Linked DNA regions of Mus musculus: all the other regions are linked to region 1. Evidence: chromatin contacts called from public Hi-C data. All regions are on one chromosome and are shown on one strand. Each heading gives the region's core, a stretch centred on a gene start, on an enhancer-like site or on the middle of the called end of the contact. The rest is flanking DNA. Distances are from core to core; before and after follow the strand shown.

Region 1 (4,144 bases), core at 932-3,431:
AACAAGGAGCCAAGTCCAAAATTCTGATGCACTCAGATATATTTAAGGGGTTTAGAGGACCATACTGAGAAACAGAAGAGAATGTTGTCATTGGAATTAAAGGAAAGAGGCAGGGTTTTGAGGGAGGTACGGTCAGTCATATCTGAGGTTATCACTGTGTCAAATAAGCTTAGTCTAAAAATGGAATAGGTTATAAAAAAAGTGATTAGTAATTTTAGTACAGTCTCAGAAGCAAGGTTGGGGGCAGGAGCTTGAGGAGCAAAGGAGGGGCGCAGAAAAGAAAAATGCTTCTGAGAAGGAGAAGGAGTGACAGGAAGAGAAAGAGGAAGAGGAAGGAAATGGATGGGAACAGGGTTTTAAGGGATGTTGAACACTAATGAGAAGGATCCAGTCGAGTGGGAGGAGTTAGCATCGTAGGAAGCTTACAGGGCGAGGTCTCTGTTAAACTAATGAGCAGTGTGACAATCAGCAAGGGCCTTGGAATAATTCACTCACTTGACACATATCAAGGACCTTAACTTGCGCCTTATGCTGAATGCCAGAGAGTGATGCCTGGTCTGTGTTGGTAAGATCCTCAGGTCTTGCTTAGAAAGGAAGCATGTGACTGTATACTTACAGTTGACCTTTGAAAAGACGCAAGTCAGGCCGAGCACTGGAGCCCGTGGGGGTGCAACGGCACTCTTCTCTCTCCGTGGAGTGGGAAGGGTTTTCACAGACACGTGCTTTCCGTAGGTCGGAATGAGCTCCTGTTCGTTTCAGGCCGAGGCCTGAGGAAGGAAGGGAAAACCTGAAGTCCCGAAACAGCGCACTAGAGCATGAATGGCTGGGGAGGGTGGCAGCAGCAGGTCTAGGTGGGCCTGCCTGGGAAGAAATCAGACAGCTGTACAGTCAGCCGCGTCTGGACTTTATGGCCAGCGTCGTCGTGTCTTCTAATGGGTTTTCCCAGAACTCTTGAAGGAAGGGTTCTGGGTTCCAGCAAGCTTAGACAGTGCTGAGTTCCTGTCTCCTCTCTACTGGGGGTTTCATCCTAATTTCTTATGTAATAGGCTAAGAGAAATCCCACAAGGAAGAAAACTGGGCTGGAAATGTAGTTGAGTGGTAGAGCTCATGTATAGTTTGCACAAGTCCCTAGGTTCAATCCCCAGCACGGCCAAAATGAATAGACAAACAAGCCTGTTCATCTTTGGTTTTGGTTTTAATTCAGGGTAATTCATGAAAGTGTTTCGTAGCATCTCTTATTAGCAACCTATAAGGTTAAACAAATACACTTGTAACCATTGATGCAGTTAGCTATAGGATGCATGACTGGAGCTTCCGGTGGCTAAGAGAAGGTAAAGGTGAGGGATACCAGGGGAAGGGAGACCGCATGGGTGGACGTCCAGGCATTTGTTCAACAAGTAGTTATTCAGTGCCTGCTATGATGGCTACTTTTAAACTGTCAGCTCAACCTAGAATCATGTGGGAAGAGAGCCTCGAGGAATTTTCTGAATCCACTTTCTTTTAGACGTTTCTTTGGGAGATTGTCCCAACTGATAGTTGGTAGAAGAAGCCCCCACCTGCTGTGGGAGGCACCATTGCCTGGTCTGGGGCCCTGGACTCTGTGATGGTAAAGAGAACTTGCTGAGCGCAAGCAGGTAGGACTTGGCTTTTATGCTCTCTGCTCTTGACTGTGGTCGTGAGGCTTTAAGCTCCTTCCCTCACTCCCTGGCAGCAATGGACTGTGACCTGCAACCCAGTGAGCCCTTCTTCCCTAAGTTACTTTTGCCACAGTGTTGTATTGCATCACAGTGAAGCTGCAACACCTGCCGAGTGCCAGGCACTGGCATGGATGCCTGCGATCGACACTGATAAAGGTCTCTGTCCTAGCTGAGCATGGCAAGTCATATCTATAGTCCTAGCGTTGAAGAGGCTAAGGCAGGAGGATTGCCGTGGGTTTGACGCTATCCTGGACTCCACAGTGAGTTCTTGGGTACAGACAACAACAACAACAACAACAAACAGTAACAAAAGGAAACAAAGCCCAGAGAAGAAGCAGAAGTCCTTTGTGTGGTGGTAGATGGAGATGGTTCATGGGAAAGGCTAGCAGTGAACAAACACGCAACAGGTGTGAGGGAGGGAGTGACCCATGGGAGCAGAGTGTAGCTCTGGTCACAGGACGAGACATGGTACAAGCATGAAGGACTGAGAATGGAGCAGAGAAACAGCTCCACAGATAGCCCTTAGCTGGATGTCACAAGGGCCAGCTGTGGGAGTGGGTGTGGCTCAGCAACTCCTCTGTCCTTACTGGTTTTCCTTACTCCTCTTCCCCGTTAGCTGTCCTTGCCCCCTTTCCCAGATACCGTTTCCCTTTCTAAATGCTGGCTGGGCACAGTGCCCTTCTCTGGCCTCTCTCTTTCTCTCTCTCTCTCTCTCTCTCCCAGAGGGCTTCTCCCACACTCTCACTTCTCTCTCAGGACACAGTGATTTTATTCTGTCCGAATCCAGTGTCTTGTCTCGGTTCTCATCTTCCAGACCTGTGATTTGAAACCGTTGATTATTTTCCTTTCTCTTGGCATAAGTGACACCGAGCCGGCTGCTACTTCTGTATTTTTAACTGGTTTCCCTCCCGGCTCTTATCTTGGTTTGTAATTACTTATTTAATTATTTGCCTCTTTATTTTCTATGTGCTGAGCAGTCTCTGTGCCAGCAGGGCCGTGCTGTTGTGTGTGCTGCCTCACACCTCACTGCTACAGAACCTGAGTGCAGAATGTGCCTGTCCAAGAGAGGGAAGGGCCAGGAGTTGGCGGCATTCTCCATGCTCTGCTTGCCTTCCAGCTCTGCTTCTATTTTCCCCAGCAACGATGCTTCTTCAGGAAGGGCAGCCCAGCCTCGAGCAGCCTACCCAAGGCCTTCATCTAGACTGCTCTGTGCGCTTCCTGTCTCCATGTGGGTGGGAATCTTACATCCTAGGAATGTTGTCTTCATTTGCATGCCTACATCTTTCTTAAACTCTCAGTAATCCAATAGGCCAAAAAATAGATAGGTCAGAGAAATAAATTCTTATTTTCATTTACTAAGTAGACTAAGTGTTTGTAATAGGCTTGTCAGCCATTTGTCCTTTTCCTTTCTCTTTTCTTCTCTCTTTCTCTCTCTCTCTCTCTCTCTCTCTCTCTCTCAAGTATTTGTGTTCTTTGTTCATTTACTGGTAAGAGTTTATCATTTTGATTTTTTTGAGACAGGGTTTCTCTGTATAACAGCACTGGTGTCCTGCAATTTACTTTGTAGACAAAGGCTGGCCTCAAATTCACGGAGATCCTCCTGCCTCTGCCTCCCAAATACTGAAATTAAAGGTGTGTGCCACCACACCCAGCCTGCATTTTGAATTCTTTAAAACTATTTTAATGGAAATGTCCAGCTCAAATGAGACTGTTAGACTAGAAATACATATTGGAAGTGAGTTTCTGGGAATCACAAAAGTGAATGAATTCTCTGAGTTAAAGGAAGGACTTGAACCTGGAAGGAAATTCATTGTTAGAAAGTGGGAAGAAGGGCAGCTGTGGAGAGGCCAAGAGACTGTGGGAGCAGGAGAAAAGCAGGCCGGGAAGTGCCACATGGACCAGGGACAAGTGTCTTCAGAGACACTGGAAATGAGTGGTCCCGATCCTCTAACGTGGTCAGGGAAGCTGAAAAGACGTTGAGCCTTGCAGTTATTGGGCCTCTGTGAGTGGATTCTTCATCATTTGAAGAGTGAGCAGTGGGCAAGGGGCATCGAGCAAACCAAAGATGAGGGAGGCAAGGAGGAAGGCTGGCAGGCAGGTGGGCAGGCCCACCTGCAGGCCTACACGTGAGAGAGAGTCCAGGGAAATGGGTCTGTCTGTTCTAGTGACCTGATTTCAGAGGTGCCTCGCTACTTTAACTCATGATTGGCTAACTGCAGTAAATAGCTACTTATATTTATAAAGTGCTGTCACATCCATGACACTTTTGACCCATGTAACAGTCCTGTAAAGTCATTATAATTATTTTCTCCATTTTGAAAATGGGAAAATTGAAGCTTCAGGAATTTAAAGTAACTTGCTCTGAGTCAGACAGGCAAATGATGAGCAACAGTACTGAGACATTCCTTACTGCATTCTCCACTTCCGACACCTTAAGGTCTGCAAGG
Region 2 (4,225 bases), core at 1,533-4,032, 140 kb after region 1:
GAGGGACTCTGGGGGATGAAAGAAGCCAGAGTTATGGCAGGGGCCTGGCCTGTGCCTGTGAAGATCTTAACATGCCTGTAAGACAATCACAAGTCTGTGGTGCCAAGAGTCAAGTACTCAGGTCAGTGCCAGCAGCCAGCTAGCACCGTTAGGCAGCTGCTAATATGTGAAGCTGTCACTCACGGTCCTGTCCACCTCCTAGAGTTCTTTAGGAACACCCTATCTTTTCCTTATTACTCACTCAAGAATCCCACTTGATACAAGGTCCTTCAACGGCAGAACAGGTAAACCTGGAATACGATTTCCTCTTGTGCCTCCCACGTCCACCTCCTCTAATGTCACTGGGACCAGGACTTAGAAAACAAGGCCACTTTTCCAGATCAGATCCAGACTATTCCGACAACTTCAGAGCTATTGGGATTAGTTAAAGCCACCTTCAGGAAGAGGGACTGGGTTAGACCCATGTGTTGGGTTTGTCCATTTTGACCTTGGAACAAAGATAATGGCCAGACTCTGTCAAAGGCTTCTTGAATACTGACCTAAGACCCTTCACTCCTAGGAGAGAACTCGGCAGTTGGGAGAAGAATACATACAGACTGATGGACGAACAGAGACCAGACCCGAGAGCAACAGATCTGATCCTTGCCCTAGGGACCAAGAACTGTTCTATCAATGGAGTGAGGATGATGGGGACAGACCAGACAGGGCTCCAGATGCTATACTGAGAAACTGGAGTTTTATAATTAAGAGCTGTGGGAGAGCACTTGACATGGAGGTCCAGGATGGCACCTGACAAGTGTGGCCACTACAGCCAGGCTGAAGCAGCAACTGTGTCTGTGCCAAATGAATAAATGATTGACTGCTGGCCTTGGGAAGGAGTCCTATACAATTTCAAACCATTCTTATGCTCCCTGGTTCAATTCAGAGCTGATGAAGTAGGCTGTTTTATAGGCAAGGGAGAAACGAAACTCAAAAGGTGCTCAGGCATCTTCTGGTGACAGAAAGCCATGCAGTCCCTGGAGCCTGAGAGTAGGTCTCCATTAAGCTCATCCGAACACGCCTGCTAGGAACAGAAGCAGAAGCTCCTGAACCCACAGCCTACTTCCCTGCCTTCACTTCCCCTAGAAACTCCTGTTGGGGGCTAGACCAAAGAACAAGGGATCAGAATGGCCAAAGCTGAGGGAACAAGTCAAGAGGACAGACTTCAGCAGGAGATTAGGAAGCTGCTTCATTAAAAGGCCAAATAGGGCTGGTGTTTCACTGGCACCAACTCTTGCCAGTGGAACCAGAGGGTTAAGTGCTGATCAGCTGATTTGAAGAATCTATGAACCTTAGCAATGCCATGAAAACTGTACTGCCAAGAGAATTACACTAAAAGCAGCCCTGACCCCTGGCTAGGTAGGAAGCTCAGAGAATAAAGTGGCCTGAAGGCACACAGGAGCCATCCAAGTGCTGGCAGGCACAGAGTGTGCACCAGACACCCAGCACCAGGCAGGGTTTCCTAGGCATTATGTCACAGAATCTTCATACAGGTCCCAGGAGTCATGGATATACCATCAACCCCAAATATGGGGTACAGCAATTGAGGTTCAGAGAGGTTCACTGAATTTTTGGAGCAACCCTAGCTACCAGGAAAAATAACCCCTTCACAGGAAGAAGGAATGGGGCTCTGCATCTGTCTGTCCCAGAGGGAGGAGCTCCCCAGGACCCTGCCAGCACGGACCTGAGGCTGTTCCTCATCTTCCAGCAGCTGCATACAATATTATCGAACATGAAGATGTGTGCATCTAGCCCACCCCCTCCAGCAACCAAAGAAACAGCAGGAATTCTACAGCACCTCGGGTGCTGCCCACATTCTATTCCAGAAAAAGGAAAGCCCTGTGGCTCCCAAGGCCCTGCTCACAGCTGTTTCTGAATCCTATCCGGGGAGCCAGACCTAGGTCTTCCCAGGGGAGGATATACACTATGACTGACCCAGGGGGCCATCCTGACCTGTGTTCTGCACAGGACTATACTGGAACTCTCTTTCTCAAACCCCTTCTGCTACAAGGACTCAGCAAATCTGATCTCCTTCTTGTAAAGGAGAAAAATCTCACACAATTTGCTGATTAGGTGGTAGGACAGGCAGAGGGTCTGCCCTGCACTGGCTAGAGGGAGCCCACACACGACAGTTCCCACAAATGGGAGTGCCTCCACAAGGGACTCTTATTTGGGGAAAGGAAATACCATAGTCAGGCAGCTGAAGCATAGGCCAGCAGCTCTCAGAGGCAGGAAAGAGAAAATGCAAGTCCAAAGGGGAGGAGAGAGCGCCCCAGGCCTTCAGCAGCAGCTAGCAGCAGCCCTTCCGGCATTGGAGGTGCAAAGGCCTGGCTGGAGTTTACAGCTGCAGAGGTAGGGCCCACCAAGGGGAGGAGGGAGACAGCTAGGTGGTGTTGGAGGTGACCAGCAGGGCTCCATGGCCTGGGGCTGGCTATGCATTAGGGGGCAGTCGCAGCCTGCAGAGCCACTGGGGGCTTTGTTACTGAGCAAGTCTCCCAGGCGCTGACTGCTGATGCATAGCTAACGGGCGGCAGACATTGATTTATGTTCAACTTTCCATTTCATCAGTGAGAGTTACGGCGCTACATGTGGAGTGCAGGGGGCGGGGGGAGATGGCTGGAGTGTGCAGACACAAACCTGTCCAAACACATGCATACTGGCAGGCGTACCGGCCAAGGCCCCAGCCTGTCACTCAGGCAGCCTGGCACGTCAGGAATAACCTTTTGTCCATGGTTGCTAGGAACCCTGGTGCCGGTCAATCTGCCACTGGGCAGACACAAGGCACCAGGCTGGCCACCAGATGAGCACAGCCTGACCTATGAGGAGGAGGTGATGGTGGTCAGGAAAGGTGATTGGTGTTAAGGCTCTGTCACTAAACCGAAGGACAAAAGTAAGTCCTAGAGTGGGTAGAAAGACTCTCGAAGGACACACAAGAATTTGTCAGCAGGGTTAGATACAATCCAGGGTACGTAGCTCTTGGGGTGGGGTTGGGGGGCCTATAGCTGGCTTCCATCACAGTAACCAGAGGTGGGAAGTTAGTCACTCACTACCAGAGAACACTGACTGAACAGGTAGGGGTAAAGCAGGAAGGACCGCATCTCCAACTGAGTCTTGGACCCAACAGCTGGAGCACTTCATCCCTAACCCTTCTCAGCAGTAACAGGCTCACCTTCTGTCAGTCTAGAAGCAGATGACTGGGCCTGGTAAGAAGCTAGGGGCAGGGGAGTGAAGACTCACATAGCACCTGTGTGCCTTAAATCAATGGGCAACAGACTGGGAAGAGGCTGGGGTGAAGGGGCTGGGCCTGGTGGAAGGGTGAGCAGTGGCTGGAAAGAGAAGTAGTTCATACGGAAGCCACAATCCTCTGCTGTCCAGACCATCTTCCTAGGCAGACCTGTCCAGTTCTAGTAGGGTTCCCTCATCTGTGATGCACCCACGATGCAGCTCTGGGACCTACCTGCTAAGCCAACACCACCCTAGAAGACAGAAAGGGTTAACTCTTCTGGGGAGAATGCTTTTCTCCAACTTCAAAAAGGTCAGACAGCTTCACCATGAAGGGCCTGAGCACCAGCAGGGCAGGCAGGGAGGGGGCTGAAGGGGCACGAGGTAACCCTGCACCCAAACTGCCCAGCACGGCCTAATCCTGACCTGTTTCTATGTCTCACTATGATGTCTCTCTTTGTGGCCTTTGCTGGACTGAGTCCCTGGGCAGCTCCTGTCTACAGCTCCCTCTGGTAGTGTTCACCAGAGTTCCCCAGCCATTGACACTATGTCTGACACCTATGGATTTGGCTCCTCCCACTTTCCTGCTTCCCTTCTTCCTCATTGGTCACTAGTCCTGTCAGTAAGTACTGCTTAGTAGAGGGTTTCAGAAAGCAGGAAACCAGGATTTAATTCTTTCTCCAACCCCTAGACTTGAAGAGGTCATCAGGGCAGCAGAGGTGTCTGTCCTATGGCAGCAGCCTTCTGGCTGGAGGAATGGCCTGTGTACTTCTGCGCTCCACTCCTTTCTTCTTCTGAAGAGGGCTGTAAACAGCATCTAGGGCCAACCCACTGCCACCAGCAGTGCATTCTTGTTTTAGGGGCTTTGCCACCCCTGGAAATATATCCCCCTCCCAAGAATCAGAGCCTACAAGGTTCTCTACTGGGCATCCTGTCTGTAACTGTCAATCAGTTCACTACCTCA
Region 3 (3,866 bases), core at 488-2,987, 200 kb after region 1:
AGCCCCAATTTGGCTAAGGATCTCAGCAGCGAGTAATTTTCTAATTGATTCATTAGCACTCCAATCACCAACTCCTTAGACACAAAGGGTCTTGTTCAAGTCTGGAGGCCCAGGCCCAGGGTGCCGAGCTGCAAGAACTCTTCCAGCAGAGCCTGGGATCAGCAAAAAGCATCCCACACAGAGACTTTCCAAAAGTCACCCACCAAGGAAAAACCTCAGAGCCTAGAAACAGAAACCGAGCCTCCATGGTTTCTCAGGTGCTACACCTTTATCTATATCTATTTACACATTGTTAAATATTTGTTTTACTTTCAGTGTGTAGAGGCCGGGGTGTGCCATGATCACACTCACAGAGGTCAGCAACACAGGATCCCCTGAAGCTGGGGTTATAGGCTGCTGTAACCTACCTGATATGTTGCTGAGTACCAAATTCAGGTCATCTGCAAGAGCACTGTGTGCTCTTAACTGCTGCGCTATCTCCAACTCGAGATCATGTTTTATCATGGGAACATTCTGAATGGAGCCCCGTGGGCAACGCTGACTGCACAAAGCAAGCCTTGGTACTGGACTAACAGGTGACTTCTTCCTGTGACTTCCAGTGCTGAGGTTGGAAGTCACCCTCACGCACATCAGATAGTACTGCACCACTGAGCCACCCTCCCACCCTCTCCCTGCTACTCTAATGAGTGTGTAGCGTTTCTTTAGTTCTCCTGAGGGGAGCAAAGCAACAGTGGCCCACATCAGTGTAATAATTGAGTAAGACTGCACGCAAACACCAGCCTGGCTGTCAGAGGGCCCACTGGCCTCTGAGAAAGCATCTGTAGTTATACTCGGAAAGGTTATAAATCTCTCCGGTCACACCTATGAACAGCTGAAGCTCAGTAACAGATCGAAAGAGCAACATTATAATAATCTAAGTAGAGATTGACTTTAAAAACAATGTTAGCGAGGCATTGGTCCCATGTGTGTGCAATCCTGAGCACACAAGTGAGACTGTAAATTTAAGTCCAGCCTGGGCTACTCAGCAAGGTCACAAGGCAAACCAATCTTTCCTCATTTCACGTTCCTCTTAAAATGTGGAATGTTTACAAGAAGATGGGTCTAGGGCAGTGCAAGCTGACAGAAAGGAACAGTGGGCATTCTCAGAGGAAGACTCAGAAACCTGACTGGGTCCTCTTGAGAGCCCTCTTGGGACCAGTGTGCTGTGTACACCCTTTGTGGCAAAGTCCTCGTGAATGTTCACGTGGGTGTAACGGTGCTTTGGAAGGTTCTGGCTCAGCACATTCCTCTACTTACTACCTACTCTACTAGCCATGGGATAAGTTCACCTCCCAGATGGGTCTGAAGAGCCAGGAGGGCAATGTGGTCCCCAACTAAGCAACAGGCTCTCACAGTACAAAAGTACAAGCTTTCCCATGAGGCACCTTAGTCTGCACAGCCCTGGGCTAGGCAGAACTCAGAGCACACAAAGGAGCAAACACCATCATGGCAGAGCTAGCACATAACACCGAGGATGTGCAGGATGGGATACAGTTCCACTTCTACAGAGAAACTAGCTGGCCAGAGGGGCCAGACTGCCTCACCTAGAGAGGAGATGGCTTCTCCAAATGACACTAGAACAGAGCCACGCTTCTCCACAAACTATCTGTGCAGAACCTTTGTCAGACACGGTCTCCCTGGGTCACCTCACTTCCTGTCAGACAATGTCTTCCCTGGGTCACCTCACTTCCTGTCAGACATGGTCTCCCCTGAGTCACCTCACTTCCTGTCAGACACAGTCTCTCTGGATCACCTCACTTCCTGTCAGGTTCTATCTCTTCTCAAAACCTTTCCTCCCTTAGCCTCACCTCCATTCTATCTCAAGTCTCATGATGAAGACAGTATGGTGGCTGGTCTCTTCTGGGTCCAGTTCTCACCCAGTTTCCTGACCATATGAGACCTCCATTAACAGCACTGTCCTTAATGCTGTGACCAACACAAATGTAAGAGGTGCCAAGATAGCCAGGCAGTGACAAGGTATGCCTTTCATCCCAGCACTTGGGAGGCAGAGGCAGGTGGATTTCTGAGTTCAAGGCCAGTCTGGTCTACAGAGTGAGTTCCAGGACAGCCAGGGCTATACAGAGAAACCCTGTCTCGAAAAACCAAAAAAAAAAAAAAAAAAAGAAGAAGGAGGAGGAAGAAGAAGAAGGAGGAGGAGGAGGGGAAGGAAGGAAGGAAGGAAGGAGGGAGGGAGGGAGGGGGGGGAGGAGAGAGAGAGAGAGAGAGAGAGAGAGAGAGAGAGAGAGAGAGAGAGAGAGAGCTGCAAAATTTAAGAGCTACCATCTTAGCAGCTCCAAGATAATCAGCACAGGTAACTCCTCTGCCTTTTCCCCTCTGCAGACCAGAGGATGATTAACAATGAAAACACTCAAGACCCATGTAACCTGAATAAGATGTCCCCACCACAGAGCACAACACCCACTCACTCCACACAACGTGAGACACACTGGGCCCCATGAATGGCTCCCCTGACACAGTCCTAAAGCACGAGGTGGAGCAGGGTGTGCCGCTCTCTCCACCTGCCCTTCTTCCTTAAGTCCCTCATCATGAACTGGGAGGCTCAGGCCAGGACTGCTTCCTCTCTGCCGTGCCTGCAATATGCTACAGACAACGACTGCAAGAGAATGGTAGAACCCAGGCACTACCCGGCACTGCTGGACTATGTCTGGTACCTGGCAGACATGAGAAACCTCATAGGCCCAAGTGAACCAAATGTCTGGACAAAACCCATCTAGAGGTGACACGAGAAGATGAGGCCAGAACACAAACATGACAACTGGGTCCTCCATCTCAAAGAAGCCCCCAAATTTAAGGAAGATTCTTGGCAAACTAGAGGAAGACCTTTCAAGTTTCCTTAAAGAACTAGTCCCTCTCAAGGCAATTACAAAACAGAACATCAAATGGGATTCAGGATCTGGGGAGATATCTCAGTCGGTAAACATTAGCACCCACATGTGAGCCTCAGAATTCACCTGAAAGTGTTGGCCTGGTGATGTTCACATGTGATCCCAATGCTAGAGAGGCAGAGACAGGAGTCCCTGAGGACTGCTGGCCAGCCAGCTTACCCTAACTGATGAGCCCCCAAGGGATGACCTGGTGAGCCAAATGGGCCAATGAGAGACCCTGACTCAAGTAAGGAATGAACAGGTCTGAAGATGACAACTCAAGGCTGTCCCCTGGTCTCCATACATGTACACACATGTATACATACCAGCACAGACATAAACACACGTTAAAAAACAAATCCATTTACTAGATAGACATGCTGTTCCAAGGGGCTAATGGATAAGGAGAGTGAGCCAGACACGCCCACTACCCAGGCCATCTCTTTGTATGGAGGGCTGTCCCACACAAAGACTCTCCTCCCCTGAGCTCCTTCTCTTCCACAGAGTCTGGCCAACCCCCATGAACACTGCTCACGCCATCCGAACTGTTGTTTTGGAATGTGCCAGCAATTCTGGCGGCAGGAACAGCAAGCTTTAGCTCAGCAAAGAAACCAGCTGGAGAGGCAGCCTCATGAAATGATGAAATGCCAAACCAACCCCTACATCTTCTCCAGTCTCTCGGGTCACCTACCAGATTAGAAGGCCTGTTGCTACGGCAACCATATCTTGCAAGTGTCGACTGAACTTCCCCATAATTTTTAACCCGTTTAGTAGCTGGAAGAGGGGTGGTGCACAGCACAACCCAAATCCCAAGTGTTGGCCTGCTTTGGCTATACTCCTACAATTAAAGCAGAGAATGGGAAAACGGCAGGCAGCCAGGCAAGGACCAGAGTCCACAGTTGGGCAAACAAGTAGTGAGAGTGAACAGGCCACTTACACACC

The links. A called contact is a pair of places that touch in the nucleus more often than the background predicts.
Region 2: a contact with region 1 is called in a Hi-C map of liver, with 2.0 times the contacts expected there. The contact joins two enhancer-like sites. A contact is called at or near these places in 9 of 39 promoter capture datasets (the C10 cell line, the HPC-7 cell line, cranial neural crest and 4 more), 1 of 15 datasets of contacts at CTCF or cohesin (CD8 T cells), 9 of 484 Hi-C or Micro-C datasets (the CH12 cell line, the HPC-7 cell line, bone marrow-derived dendritic cells and 5 more), 2 of 115 datasets of contacts at active chromatin or transcription factors (embryonic basal ganglia and embryonic stem cells) and 1 of 9 other capture datasets (embryonic trunk).
Region 3: a contact with region 1 is called in a Hi-C map of liver, with 4 times the contacts expected there. The contact joins two enhancer-like sites. A contact is called at or near these places in 3 of 484 Hi-C or Micro-C datasets (cerebral cortex, liver and nephron progenitors), 5 of 115 datasets of contacts at active chromatin or transcription factors (the NIH/3T3 cell line, bone marrow-derived macrophages, double positive thymocytes and 1 more) and 1 of 9 other capture datasets (adipose tissue).

Annotation. Positions count from the first base shown.
Region 1 is chr4:107,158,013-107,162,156 of GRCm38.p6, reverse strand. The region is part of intron 3 of Tceanc2 (transcription elongation factor A (SII) N-terminal and central domain containing 2); the gene reads left to right. Among named protein-coding and RNA genes, the nearest start is that of Tceanc2, 18 kb to the left of the region's middle. Within about 2 kb of position 2,181, at least 10 of the 459 cell types and tissues checked have an H3K27ac peak or open chromatin away from gene starts, as enhancers often do. A contact at or near this core is called in liver, where this site is marked.
Region 2 is chr4:107,014,573-107,018,797 of GRCm38.p6, reverse strand. The region is part of intron 5 of Ssbp3 (single-stranded DNA binding protein 3); the gene reads right to left. Among named protein-coding and RNA genes, the nearest start is that of Gm12786, 11 kb to the left of the region's middle. Within about 2 kb of position 2,782, at least 36 of the 459 cell types and tissues checked have an H3K27ac peak or open chromatin away from gene starts, as enhancers often do. A contact at or near this core is called in liver, where this site is marked.
Region 3 is chr4:106,956,197-106,960,062 of GRCm38.p6, reverse strand. All of the region lies in intron 4 of Ssbp3 (single-stranded DNA binding protein 3), which reads right to left. Among named protein-coding and RNA genes, the nearest start is that of Ssbp3, 47 kb to the right of the region's middle. Within about 2 kb of position 1,737, at least 56 of the 459 cell types and tissues checked have an H3K27ac peak or open chromatin away from gene starts, as enhancers often do. A contact at or near this core is called in liver, where this site is marked.